Regions from separate parts of the Mus musculus genome. Here region 1 is linked to region 2. A link is a contact called in public HiChIP or PLAC-seq data. All regions are on one chromosome and are shown on one strand. Each heading gives the region's core, a stretch centred on a gene start, on an enhancer-like site or on the middle of the called end of the contact. The rest is flanking DNA. Distances are from core to core; before and after follow the strand shown. Region 1 has its middle 9.1 kb from the start of Gm38648. Region 2 overlaps Lbr (lamin B receptor).

Region 1 (5,721 bases), core at 410-2,909, 210 kb after region 2:
GTTCCTGAGTTCAAATCCCAGCAACCACATGGTGGCTCACAACCATCCGGAATGAGATCTGATGCTCTCTTCTGGTGTGTCTGAAGACACCTACAGTGTACTTACATGTAACAATAAATAAATCCAAAAAAAAAAAAATAAATGCAATTTTTAAAAGGAGGGATCATTTCCTGAAGTAGAAATAGAACAGGTCTGAGTACTTGTATTTTTCTTACCAAGTTCTGTTGCTTCCCAGTTTATCATTCATTTAAGACATTGGAAAATAATAGAGAAAAATTTAAATAGTGACATGGGAATGAGTTCTGGCTAATGTCATGGGTCATGACCTTTAAAAAAATTTAATTATTATTATTTTATGTTATCTGTACGTGTGTGTTCCTAAATGTATGTACACCACTCGGGCACAGAGGTGACCTCTTGGAGGTCAGAAGGGAGCATTGGCTCCCCTGGAACTAGAGTTACAGGCAGTTGCGAGCTGCCCTGTGTGGAAACTGGAAACCCTGGATCCTCTGCAGGAGCAGCCAGTGCTCTTAATTCCTCTGCCTGCCTGTCCAACCCTGCTATTGTCTTCTCCATCTCCTTCTGTCACCCTCTCTGTTTTACTCCCCTTCAGGTATGCAGTCAAATTTGTGAAAAAAAGGAATGGCAACAGAAAGACAAAGAAACACTTAAAGCAGCAACAGTAGAGATAACAATCATCTTGTTATGCTGTAAAATATGAGCAGAGGTGTGGTGGCCCACGCCTTTAATCCTAGCAGAGGCAAGTGTATCACTAAGCTGGAGGCCAGCCTGGTCTACAGAGAGAGTTCCTGGACAGCCAGGAAGGGCAGCACAGAGAAACGCATATCTCAGAAAACAAACAAGAACCACCCCACCCCACCCCCACAGAGCACAGAGCAGAAATGCATTTAGAAAGTGGAAAAGTATCTTCAGGCTTTTCAAATGCAACAGTATCATTGCAGGAGGCCATGCAGTCAGCAATCCCCAGGAGCAGTGGAGTTTCTGTTTCTTCTCCTCCCATAAGCAGGGACTCTGCCACTGGGCTACAGCCTAGCCCTAGCCTTCCTTTTCCTGGGTTGCTTAAGCTGTCTTTTATCGTGCTCTGGAGCCCAGGCAAGCCTTGAACTTGTGGTCCTCTGCCTCAGCCTCAGTAGCTGGGATTGCAGGCCTGAGCTGTAGGCCTTTCCCCTTCCTTCCTTCCTTCCTTCCTTCCTTCCTTCCTTCCTTCCTTCCTTCCTCCCTCCCTCCCTCCCTCCCTCCCTCCCTCTCTCTCTTTCTTTCTTTCTTTTCCAGAGGGGGTGGTGGTGGAGGGAGGACAGGATTCGTCTCATCTTACAGTTTGTACTTTATCATCCAGAGAAGCCAGGACAGGAACTCTAGGCAGGAAGCCAGCAGGACAGTAACTGTGTCGCGGTGGCGCCATCACCTCCATACTAAATCCAGTTCACCTTGTAATTCATAAGATCCTGTCTCAAAAAATCCATACAGGTGGGGCTGAGAGATGGCTCAGCGGTTAAGAGGTCCTGAGTTCAATTCCCAGCAACCACATGGTGGGTCACAACCACCTGTAATTGGAATTTCTTAACTGCAGAGGTTGATGTGGGTGGCAGCTCTGTATTGTTCTGGCTACTAAATCTTACTATGTAAGTCAATCCCCTCGATTAGCTGGGTGGGGTGAGGATCCTCCCTGTATTTGTTTCTTTCTGTGTCTGTTTGGGCTGCCTTAAGATACCGAGTCCCAGTTAAACAGAACCAAAGGAAGAACCCTGACACTAATGACCGTGGTTTTTGTTAGTGTTACTTATTCCATTAGGGACATTCAGTTACTTTAAAATGTATAATTAATATATATATATATATATATCCTTTCTTTGTGTGTGCCATCGCACATGTGGAAGAGGACAACTTGTGGGAGTTGGTTTTCTCCTTCTACCATGTAGGTCACAGGGACTGAACACAGGTTGTCAGACTTAGTTACAAACACCTTTACCTTCTGGTGACTAGCTCAGCAGGTAGAGATACCTGCACTAAGCCTGGTGCCCTGGGTTTGATCCCCAGAACTGATATGGTGGAAGGAAAGAGCCTATGCCTGAAAGTTGTTCTACACACACACTCACTCACACACATACACACACACTGAATAAATCAAATATGACAAAACAAAACTCCAGTAGGTATCCTTGGGGACCTTGTTTTGTGTTTGCTTGTTTCTTTGTCTCTTTCTTTTTTTTTTTTTTCCAAGACAGATCTCACTGTGTAGATCTGGCCTTCCTGGAACTCACTGTGCAGATCAGGCTGGCTTTGAACTGCCAGAGAATTGCCTGCCTCTGCCTCCCAAGTAGTGGGACTAAAGGTGTGCACCACTGCACACCCATGTGCACATTCACACACACACACACACACACACACACACACACACAGATAAATAAAAACAGGGTTTTTATAACCATTGCTGCACAAAGGGAAACATAAGCTAACTTACTGCTTCATGTTGGAAAAGCCTCAACTAACCAACTGTAGGAAGGCTGTGATTTTCATTGTCTAAAACACAACGAAGAACCAAAGTTAGCAAAGAGGCATTTGAGAGGAAATGACAAGTGATGGGCTTCTGGAAAACTCGGAGCCCTGTGCGACATAAAATGGTGTGGTTGTTATGGAAACAGAACTGCCATATGACCCAATCATCCCAACTGTGGGGTTATCCTCCAAAAACCTGAAAGCAGGGACTCTGGGAATTGCCAGTCCTGTTCGTAGCAGTAATACATTAGTTAAAAGGCTTAAGTGACACATATCCGTTGGTGAATGAATAGATGAAGAAAAGGTGCTGCCATCACACAGTGTGTGACATTCGGTCACATAGTACAGTCATGGACCTTGAGCGGATCACATGAAATCCCGCTTGAGTCTGCGTCCATGACATACTTTCAGCCACTGAACTCACCTTGCAAGCTGCAAGGTCGTAGAGGGAGGGAGGAATGGATCACACTTGAGTCCAGGGGACTCAGAGTTTCAGTTTTGCAAGAGGAAAAAGGTTGTGGGATGGATGGCTGGAGATGGTGACTGCATGGTCCTCTGAGTTCATCTAGCACCACCCAATTATAGACTTAAAACAACATATTCACCCTGGGCCCCTGAGATAGCTCAGAGGTAAAACTGCTTGCTACCAGCCTGATGACCTGAATTCGCCCCCCAGGACCCACACGGGGGAAGGACAGAACTCACTGCTCCCAAAACTTGTCCTCTTCCCCACATACTCTCTGTGGCTCAGATGGGCCCCATGCAGGGGCACACACACACAAATACATGATTTAAAATTACTCACATGGTAAATTTTACTTTGTGCATGTTTTGCAATTAAAAAAAAAAAACCACTAAACAGACACTTAAGTACTTCCTAAAAATTAAAGGTAGGCATAGCCCCAACTACTCTGGAAGCTGAGGCAGGAGGATCACTTGAGCCCATGAGTTGGAGGCTAGCCTAGACATACTTGGCTCTTAAAAAATATATATATATACAAAAACTCAGGCACTTAATTCACATGAGGCCTCCCCAGGCTATTTGCTACTCTTATTTATGAGAAGTCTTATTTGTAGTCTTATTCTGGGAAGGTTGCCATTCTTGTTCCCATCCCTTCACAAACTGAAACTAGCACATGGGAAAGAGAACAAGCCAGGGACAGCTGTGGGTGCACCAGCCTGGCCAGTAAACAGGGTTGAGGGTGGCAGGGGCGATGGATCAGCAGAGGAGTCCCACACACCCTAGAGTTCCCCAGCTAGAATAGCAGAGGAGCCCCATCATGGGACCCCGAGTCTGTCCAAGACAAAGGAGTACATTTGGAAAGGCTCCTAAATGGCAAATGCATAGAATCGGGAGCCTGAGTTCTTAAAAGAACTTGGTGTTACCTGAACAGAGCTCCAGAATGCACCAGGTTGTATATGAGAGGAAGTGGAGATAGGCAGAAGGAGGGAGGGAGGGAGGGAGGGAGGGAGGGAGGGAGGGAGGGAGGGAGGGAGGGAGGGAGGGGAAGGGAAGGGAAGGGAAGGGAAGGGAAGGGAAGGGAAGGGAAGGGAGGGAAGGGAAGGGAGGGAAGGGAAGGGAGGGAAGGGAGGGAAGGGAAGATAGAGATGTGAGGGAAAGAAGAAAAGAAAGCAAAGAGATGGAGATGAATGGAGAGGAGTACAGGCTCTGGAAAGGCAAGGGGGCGGGGCGGGGTCAGGAGGGGCGGTGGGGGCGGGGCAAGGGAGTTGTAGAGGGTGACTAGCTTGGCTATGATCATATCAGACTGAAGGCAGTTGCTCTCTTAGGGCAGCCTGTGCCCAGCTTCCTTCTAAGGGGACCTTGTGGAACCCTACTCGTCTCTGCCTTCATCAGCTTTAAAGTCTTTTCTTTGGGAACCCATAAACAATCAAACAAAAGCATACCCCTGTCTCAATAAAGGAGCTCTGGGTGGCAGACTGTCCATCAAGGACAGCCTGGCTTAAATCCTCTTCCGACTCTCCCAGGCCTGGGGCAAGTCACTGCTTAAGTCGCATTCCAGTGTTGGAAAGTGCAATGTTATTTATCTCACATGAGACAGACTGGTAGCAATGCCAGTTGTCAAAGCTTTCAAGTTACTAATGTCACACACAATCCACAGTGCAGCCTCTATTTCCAGGAGTTCAAATGGGTGACCCAAAGGAAGGCTATAGGGCTGATGAGATGGCTCAGCCAGTAGGCACCTGCCACCAGGCCTGATAATCTGAGATCAATTCCCAAGACCCATACGGTAGGAAACTAACCCTGCCAGTTGTCCTCCGACCTCCACACATGTACCCTCCCCCAAAATAAATAATTTTTTAAAAATTAATTTAAAAAACATAAACATTAAATTCCAAGGACCTGGCTTCCAATTCCATGTGACCACTTCTTAGACATGTAGCCTTGAGTATGTCATATAGCACTTCTGAGTTTCCATCTGCACATGTCAAAAGTTTGCTGGTATCTGCGTCAACCTCCCCATAGGTTAAGATGAAAATCCAGCTTGTAACTTGAACTAAACTCAAGTAGAGACGTTTGTGTTGAGGTGGGTAGTACACTGAGATTATCAATATTTTTACTTCTGGAATGTTTTATGCCGAATTTGTCCGGGAGAAGAATGTTTTAATTTCTTTCTTTCTTTCTTTCTTTCTTTCTTTCTTTCTTTCTTTTTTTTTGGTTTTTCGAGACAGGGTTTCTCTGTATAGCCCTGGCTGTCCTGGAACTCACTTTTGTAGACCAGGCTGACCTCGAACTCAGAAATCCGCCTGCCTCTGCCTCCCGAGTGCTGGGATTAAAGGCGTGAGTAATTTCTAAGAGCATGAAGAACATGTAGCAAAAACTCAGCCACATTGATAGCTCTGGCGTCGGACATTGCCATTCAGAGGAAGTGAGGCTGGAAATGACATCATAACTGGGTCACTGGGCAGGTCAAAATGCTCGCCCTAGCTTCAGTGAAAAAGTGTGTAGAAATGTCAGTGCCATCTAGAGTCTCCTTCCCACAGCACACAGCACCAGAATCTCTTTAAACCAAGAGTTCTAAAACTTAGTGTCACGGTCACGTGACACTGGCAACTGAAGAACGGCCGAGGATAGGGCTTCCTCACTGCTGCCTACCTGGCCTTTCAGTAGAGTTAGGACCTCAGCAGTCAATCAGACCCGTTCTGCCCTACCTACCTGCCTGCTCTTCTCACCTCCAGCCTTCT
Region 2 (5,640 bases), core at 621-3,120:
AGCTCCCCAGAGGAAAACCTCACCCACCAACTCTCAAAAAGCTGCTTGACTTCATGGCCTCCAAGAATTCATCTCTTTCTAAAATTAACTATCTTGTGCAGGTACAGAACACATTCCTCTAATCCCGTGTGGGAGGCCAAGGTGGGAAGATCACAAGTTCAGACCAGCATGGACTACTAGGACCTCAAAAATAAGTAAATATATAAATATATATATATATATATAACCTGGAAAATCCAACAAATTACCTCATTCCAGAGGGCGTCCACCACATATAAGAGCTGGAAACTGTTAACCAAGATCATTGCCAAGGACGGAGCAGCTCGCTCCTGAATTTTCATTTCCATCAGAAGCATCACTAAGTTAATAACCACCTGGGAAGAGAAGACGACAACGCCTCAAAGGCACTGGCGAGGCCAAGCAGAGCCGAGACCCCCAGTGCACACCGCCATGGCCACCAGAGAACAAGACACCTCAGCCCTGACGTGTCACTTGTCTGCGCTTCCTGACAACACATGGGGTCTCTGATCAGGAGAACAACGGAATGATGGTCTTACGAACAGTGCTCTTCAAAAGGGCGACACCGTCACAAGAGCCTAAGGAACCAGCATAGTGAGAGGAGACCAAGATGAAAGAATGGAGCAACAGTTAAGCACCAATGAACCCCAATAAGGGTTACAGATCCCCTCAGTAGCACTGCCCTTGACGGGACTGTGACTGAGCCTGCTGTTAGTAAGGAATCCGGCGAAAGAAAATGGGAGTCTCGGTTCCATGTCTGTAATTGTCCTCCAAGCCTGAAACTGGGTCAAATAAGGCTTTACTTTCCATCTTCACTATCACTTCCTAGATATATGTAATAAAAATTGAAAAATATCTGTGATGTTTAACAATCCGTAACAAGTTCTCTTAAACCAGTAAAAAAATAAATAAATATATATGTGTTAAGACACAATTAGGGAAAACTATAATCTTTAAAAATTGCCTACATTTCCTTCTAAATACAAGATGAAGTCATACCATTGAAATTATTGGAAAAAAAAAAAAAAAAAAAGACATACCCATCCAATCAATCCAGGGCGCAACTCACAAAAGAACTTGAGATCGAAAGCACCAAGTCGCGGGTTTAACTCTCGGCCAATGAAGAAGTCGTAGACAGCATTTCCTGGGAAGGAGAAAGCATTTACCTCACCAAGTGCTGACCTTGGGCCTCTGCTCCCTGAGGAGACGACTGCAGAGGGGGAAGCGAAGGACAGGACTGGGAAGCCAGGGCCGCTACTGATCTTGAGAGCTCACTTCACCTCTAGGGAAACTACAGGTTTATTTTTAAACATACGACCTTTTGTTTTATTTTTGAGATGAGGTCTCACTATGTAGTCCTGGCTGGCCTGGAACTTTATTTGGATCAGGAGGGCCTCAAACTCACAGAAATCCTCCTGCATCTGCCTGACAAGTGCTCAGATTAAAGGTATGGGCCTCCACACCCAGTCCATAGGAAACTTAAAAAAAAATATCTTAGGTCAGAACCAAATAACTTGCAGCCTGTTTTTTTGTTTTGTTTTGAAGGAATTTACTACTTGACAAAAGTAAACAGGCAGAGAGTCAGAGCTGCTGAAGGATTTTAGTCACATACTTAGAGTTAATGAGAACTAAATAGAAAAGCATGAGGAAAAAAACTTAAATTTTGCCTTCAATTTTTTTCTTCACTTGTTTTCTATGTCTTTATTTCCCAAAATTAAACTAGACAAAAACCAATCTCTATGAGTAGTCATGGCTGCCAGGGCTCTGGACACAGCCATGTGACCCATGATGGAACTGCTCACCGGAACTGGCTGGCGACAGCTCCTCCCTCGGGGCTCGCAGAGAGCGAACATAGAGGTAAGCACTCAGGAGCACGGAGAACCCGGTGGCTGCCAGTGCCAACTGCAGGAAGTGAGTGTACAGGTAGCACAGCTCAACACCCCAGAAGACAGCTGCTCCCAGGGCTGCAGATGTCAGAATGAAGGCATACAATCCTTTAAAGAGGGAGAACAGGGTTAATTAACGTCACTCATCCTGGGGCTACATTTGGGGGTTTTGAGACAAGTCACACTAGGTTGCCCAAGCTGGCCTTAAGTCCCCGGGCTCAAAAAGACACCCCCCCCCCCAACACACAGGAGCTACCAGTCAATGCAGTGTTTTTCTGTTTAAGTCTTAAATTTCATTATCCAGATTATTTTCATATATATGCAAATAAGCAATGTCCTTAAGGTACAATCTTCAGTGTAAATACCACAGCTCTTGTACTGTCTTTTAAGAATGCTAACATTATTTGGCAATATGAACCATCCTTACCCACTGTTAATTAAAGCCAAGCTCAAACTCACTGTTAAACTGAAAAGAATCTCAAAATGCACTCACTACTCCAACGTTCAGAGTCCAAAGTCAAATAAGTAGCTCCCAAAAGAGATGTACAAGAACACATTTTCAAGTCTAATGCCATTACCTCACAGCAGAATAATCTTAAGGTATACAGTTATAAATATTTATGTTGGAACTCACGAGTTGGTAATGGTATAAAAAGGTTCTAGTCACATTCTGCCACATAGAAAACGAATATCAAGATGCTGTACCCTCGGGCTGGAGAGATGGCTCAGTGGTTAAGAGCACCGACTGCTCTTCTGAAGGTCCTGAGTTCAAATCCCAGCAACCACATGGTGGCTCACAACCATCCGTAATGAGTATGTCACCCTCTTCTGGTGCGTCTGAAGACAGCTACAGTGTACTTACGTATAATAATAAATAAAGCTTTGGGGGGAAGAAAAGGATGCTGTACCTTCACAGTAGAGGCTATAATAAAACCCGGGGAAACCAAGTGTGGTCACTCACACTTGTAATCCCACACAAGGGCACACTAGGCTCCACTCTGATGCACAGGCAGCCAGCAGGCTAAAAGCCCAGGAGACAAGTCACAAGCCAGTCTAAGGGTGCTGCCTGCCCAATCTGGGGGCAGGGAGTGCACAATTTCACCTTTTGGCTAAAGAAATCATTTTTCTTACAAAAGCTGAAGTGCTTAGGTTCCACATGAAGTCATCAAATTATATTTCAATTAACAGTCAAACAAGTCATGGTCATTAGTGAGAGGATTTCTAAGCCCTGATAAAAGAGGATCGCCACAAGTTTGCTTTCTAAAGCCATGTTTGCTACATACCAAGTTTACTCCAAAGAATAATTTAACCCTTATAAAATCTATGAAGTGGTACAACTGTTTTTCACTCCACAGACTGCAGACTAATCACTCAGAATGTCTTAGGAACTTCCTTAGAGGTAAAATCCCGTAACAGGGAATGGAGTAACACTAGAAACACAGACCAACAAAGAAGTCTTTACCCAAGTACCAAGGGCCCAGGCGCAGGGCTTGGCCTCAATGCCCTCCACAGCAAGAGCAGAACTGTGAGCAGACAGCCTGTAGCAGGCCAGCAGAGCCAGCAAGAGCCATGGCACGCCTAAGATTATGAGACAGGCAGCTTCCGTTAGCGAGGAGCTGGGCAAGAACAGAAAGATGTCCAGCACGAGCAAGCATGGTTCCAGGCAGGTGCACAGCCGGCTAGGATGGCATGCAGCTCGGCACCTGAAGGCAGGTAGCCCCGAAAACATTTCTGCTTCCCGGCTTGCACCCTGCAGAGTGATTTCAGTTAAAAATGCTGGCTAAGCCCATGAACAACCACCCAAACTAGAAAATAAGATGGAATAAGATGGAAGCCAAACATTAAAATTTACTCAGACCATTCCTGGCTTCCAGTGGTTCAACTTAGGGAGTTTGGCAGTGCATCATACACATGCAGAAGCTAGACACATCCAGCACCATACTCAAATGTGGATTCAGACTAGCAACATACAATGTCCTCTCCCAGTGCTGGGCAGTGCAATGATCTCAACAAATCACAGTTGACCTACAACTCTACAGTGCTGCTAAGCCCGGACACTGGCAGGTCAGCTGCAGAAAATACATTTTCAACCTAAGGTATGGCCAACATAAGATGGACTTATGTGAACATAAGCACAATCATAAGTTGAAGAGCATCTTTCATAAAATTCTAGAAATAAATGGCATCACTCTACCCAATTTAGTAAAACGGACAATCTGTTAAGGATGACCACCACAGAGACTCCTAAAGTCACATGAATGGCGCTTTATCAGCCTTCGGAAGGTAAAGCTGTACATGTGCTGACTATCAAGATACTCAGACAAAAGAGCCTTTCACAAGCTCTGTTACACAAGCTCCACGCTGCCTTCCCTGCTCAACACGCATAGCTCCCTAGTGCCAAGTATGTACTAAACACAAGCTAGCCCACAAAACTAGTGCCCACCAGGAAAAAGTCCACTAAACAGAAAAGACACTGATGTGGCAAGCCATAACTGTCAGAAAATAAAACAAAAGAGGCAAGGAAGAAGCCAATGCTTTCTCCTTGCTTGTGCAGTTCCAGCCAAGTTCCACACCTTTCCTTGCGTCTTCCCCTTCATGAAGAAGCAATACTGACTACAGCTCCGTGGTGCAAAAAGCATAGGGAAAGATGTTTTCAAGCAAAGGGTTGACAAGAGTGGACACACATTCAAGAGACAGCTCTCAGAGGCCAGTCAGCTGGAGCCAGGCACACAAGGACAGGAGCAGCGGGCTCCTAGGTGGGAGTGACTGGGATGTATACAACAGGGGAGCCTTCTGAGAGCCACGAGAATGCCTGCTATGGGAAAACCTTAAAGCATATGCTGAATGATGGTGTACTGGCTGGTTGTGTGTCAACTTGACACAGGATGGAGTTGTCACAGAGAAGGAGCCTCTCTTGAGGAAATGTCTCCATGAGATCCAGCTGTAAGGCATTTTCTCAATTAGTGATCAAGGGTAGGAGGGCCCAATGTGGGTAGTGCCATCCCTGGGCTGGTAGTTTTGGGTTCTATAAGAGAGCAAGCTGAGCAAGCCAGGGGAAGCAAGCCAGTAGGCAGCATCCCTCCATGGCCTCTGAATCAGCTCCTGCTTCCTGACCTGCTTGAGTTCCAGTCTTGACTTCCTTTGGTGATGAACAGCAGTATGGAAGTGTAAGCTGAATAAACCCTTTCCTCCCCAACTTGCTTCTTAGTCATGATGTTTGTGCAGGAATAGAAACCCTGACTAAGACAGATGGTATGTGCTATTGAGAAAATGAAGCATGCTGGAGAGATCGCTCTAGTTAAAAGTATTTGCTAGGCACTGGAGAGATGGCTCAGAATTTAAGAGCACACACTGCTCTTTCAGAGGACCCAGGTTTAGTTCCCAGCACCACACAGTACCTGACAACCACCTGTAACTCCAGTTCCAGGTGTCTAACAGCTTCCACTACACACACATGATGCACACACAACATACACTCAGGCACACACACAAAATATTTTAAAACAATATTTAACCACCAAAAAAAAAAAAAAAAATGGTGGGGCAACGTCTTCTCAGCCTAGGAAAACAGGCTGGGTTCCCAGGATGTCACAATGATCAGTAACTCCAGTTGCAAAGTACCCAATACCCTCTTCTGACTTCCATGGGCACCAGGCACGCGTGATATATATAATTAAAATATATTAAATTATATGATATATAATTTATATCATACACGCACACAGACAGACAGGCA

What was found. HiChIP or PLAC-seq counts read pairs in DNA pulled down with a chosen protein or histone mark.
Region 1: an H3K27ac HiChIP or PLAC-seq map of embryonic stem cells shows a contact between it and region 2, with 5 read pairs. The contact joins two enhancer-like sites. A contact is called at or near these places in 2 of 39 promoter capture datasets (3T3-L1-derived adipocytes and maxillary cranial neural crest), 1 of 115 datasets of contacts at active chromatin or transcription factors (embryonic stem cells) and 3 of 9 other capture datasets (adipose tissue, liver and pancreatic islet).

What each region holds. Positions count from the first base shown.
Region 1 is chr1:182,029,707-182,035,427 of GRCm38.p6, forward strand. No RefSeq gene overlaps it. Among named protein-coding and RNA genes, the nearest start is that of Gm38648, 9.1 kb to the right of the region's middle. Within about 2 kb of position 1,660, at least 7 of the 459 cell types and tissues checked have an H3K27ac peak or open chromatin away from gene starts, as enhancers often do. A contact at or near this core is called in embryonic stem cells, where this site is marked.
Region 2 is chr1:181,819,616-181,825,255 of GRCm38.p6, forward strand. It overlaps Lbr (lamin B receptor), which reads right to left. Exons shown (of 14, transcript NM_133815.2): 8 at 1,821-2,012; 9 at 1,059-1,162; 10 at 249-374. Among named protein-coding and RNA genes, the nearest start is that of Lbr, 20 kb to the right of the region's middle. Within about 2 kb of position 1,871, at least 3 of the 459 cell types and tissues checked have an H3K27ac peak or open chromatin away from gene starts, as enhancers often do. A contact at or near this core is called in embryonic stem cells, where this site is marked.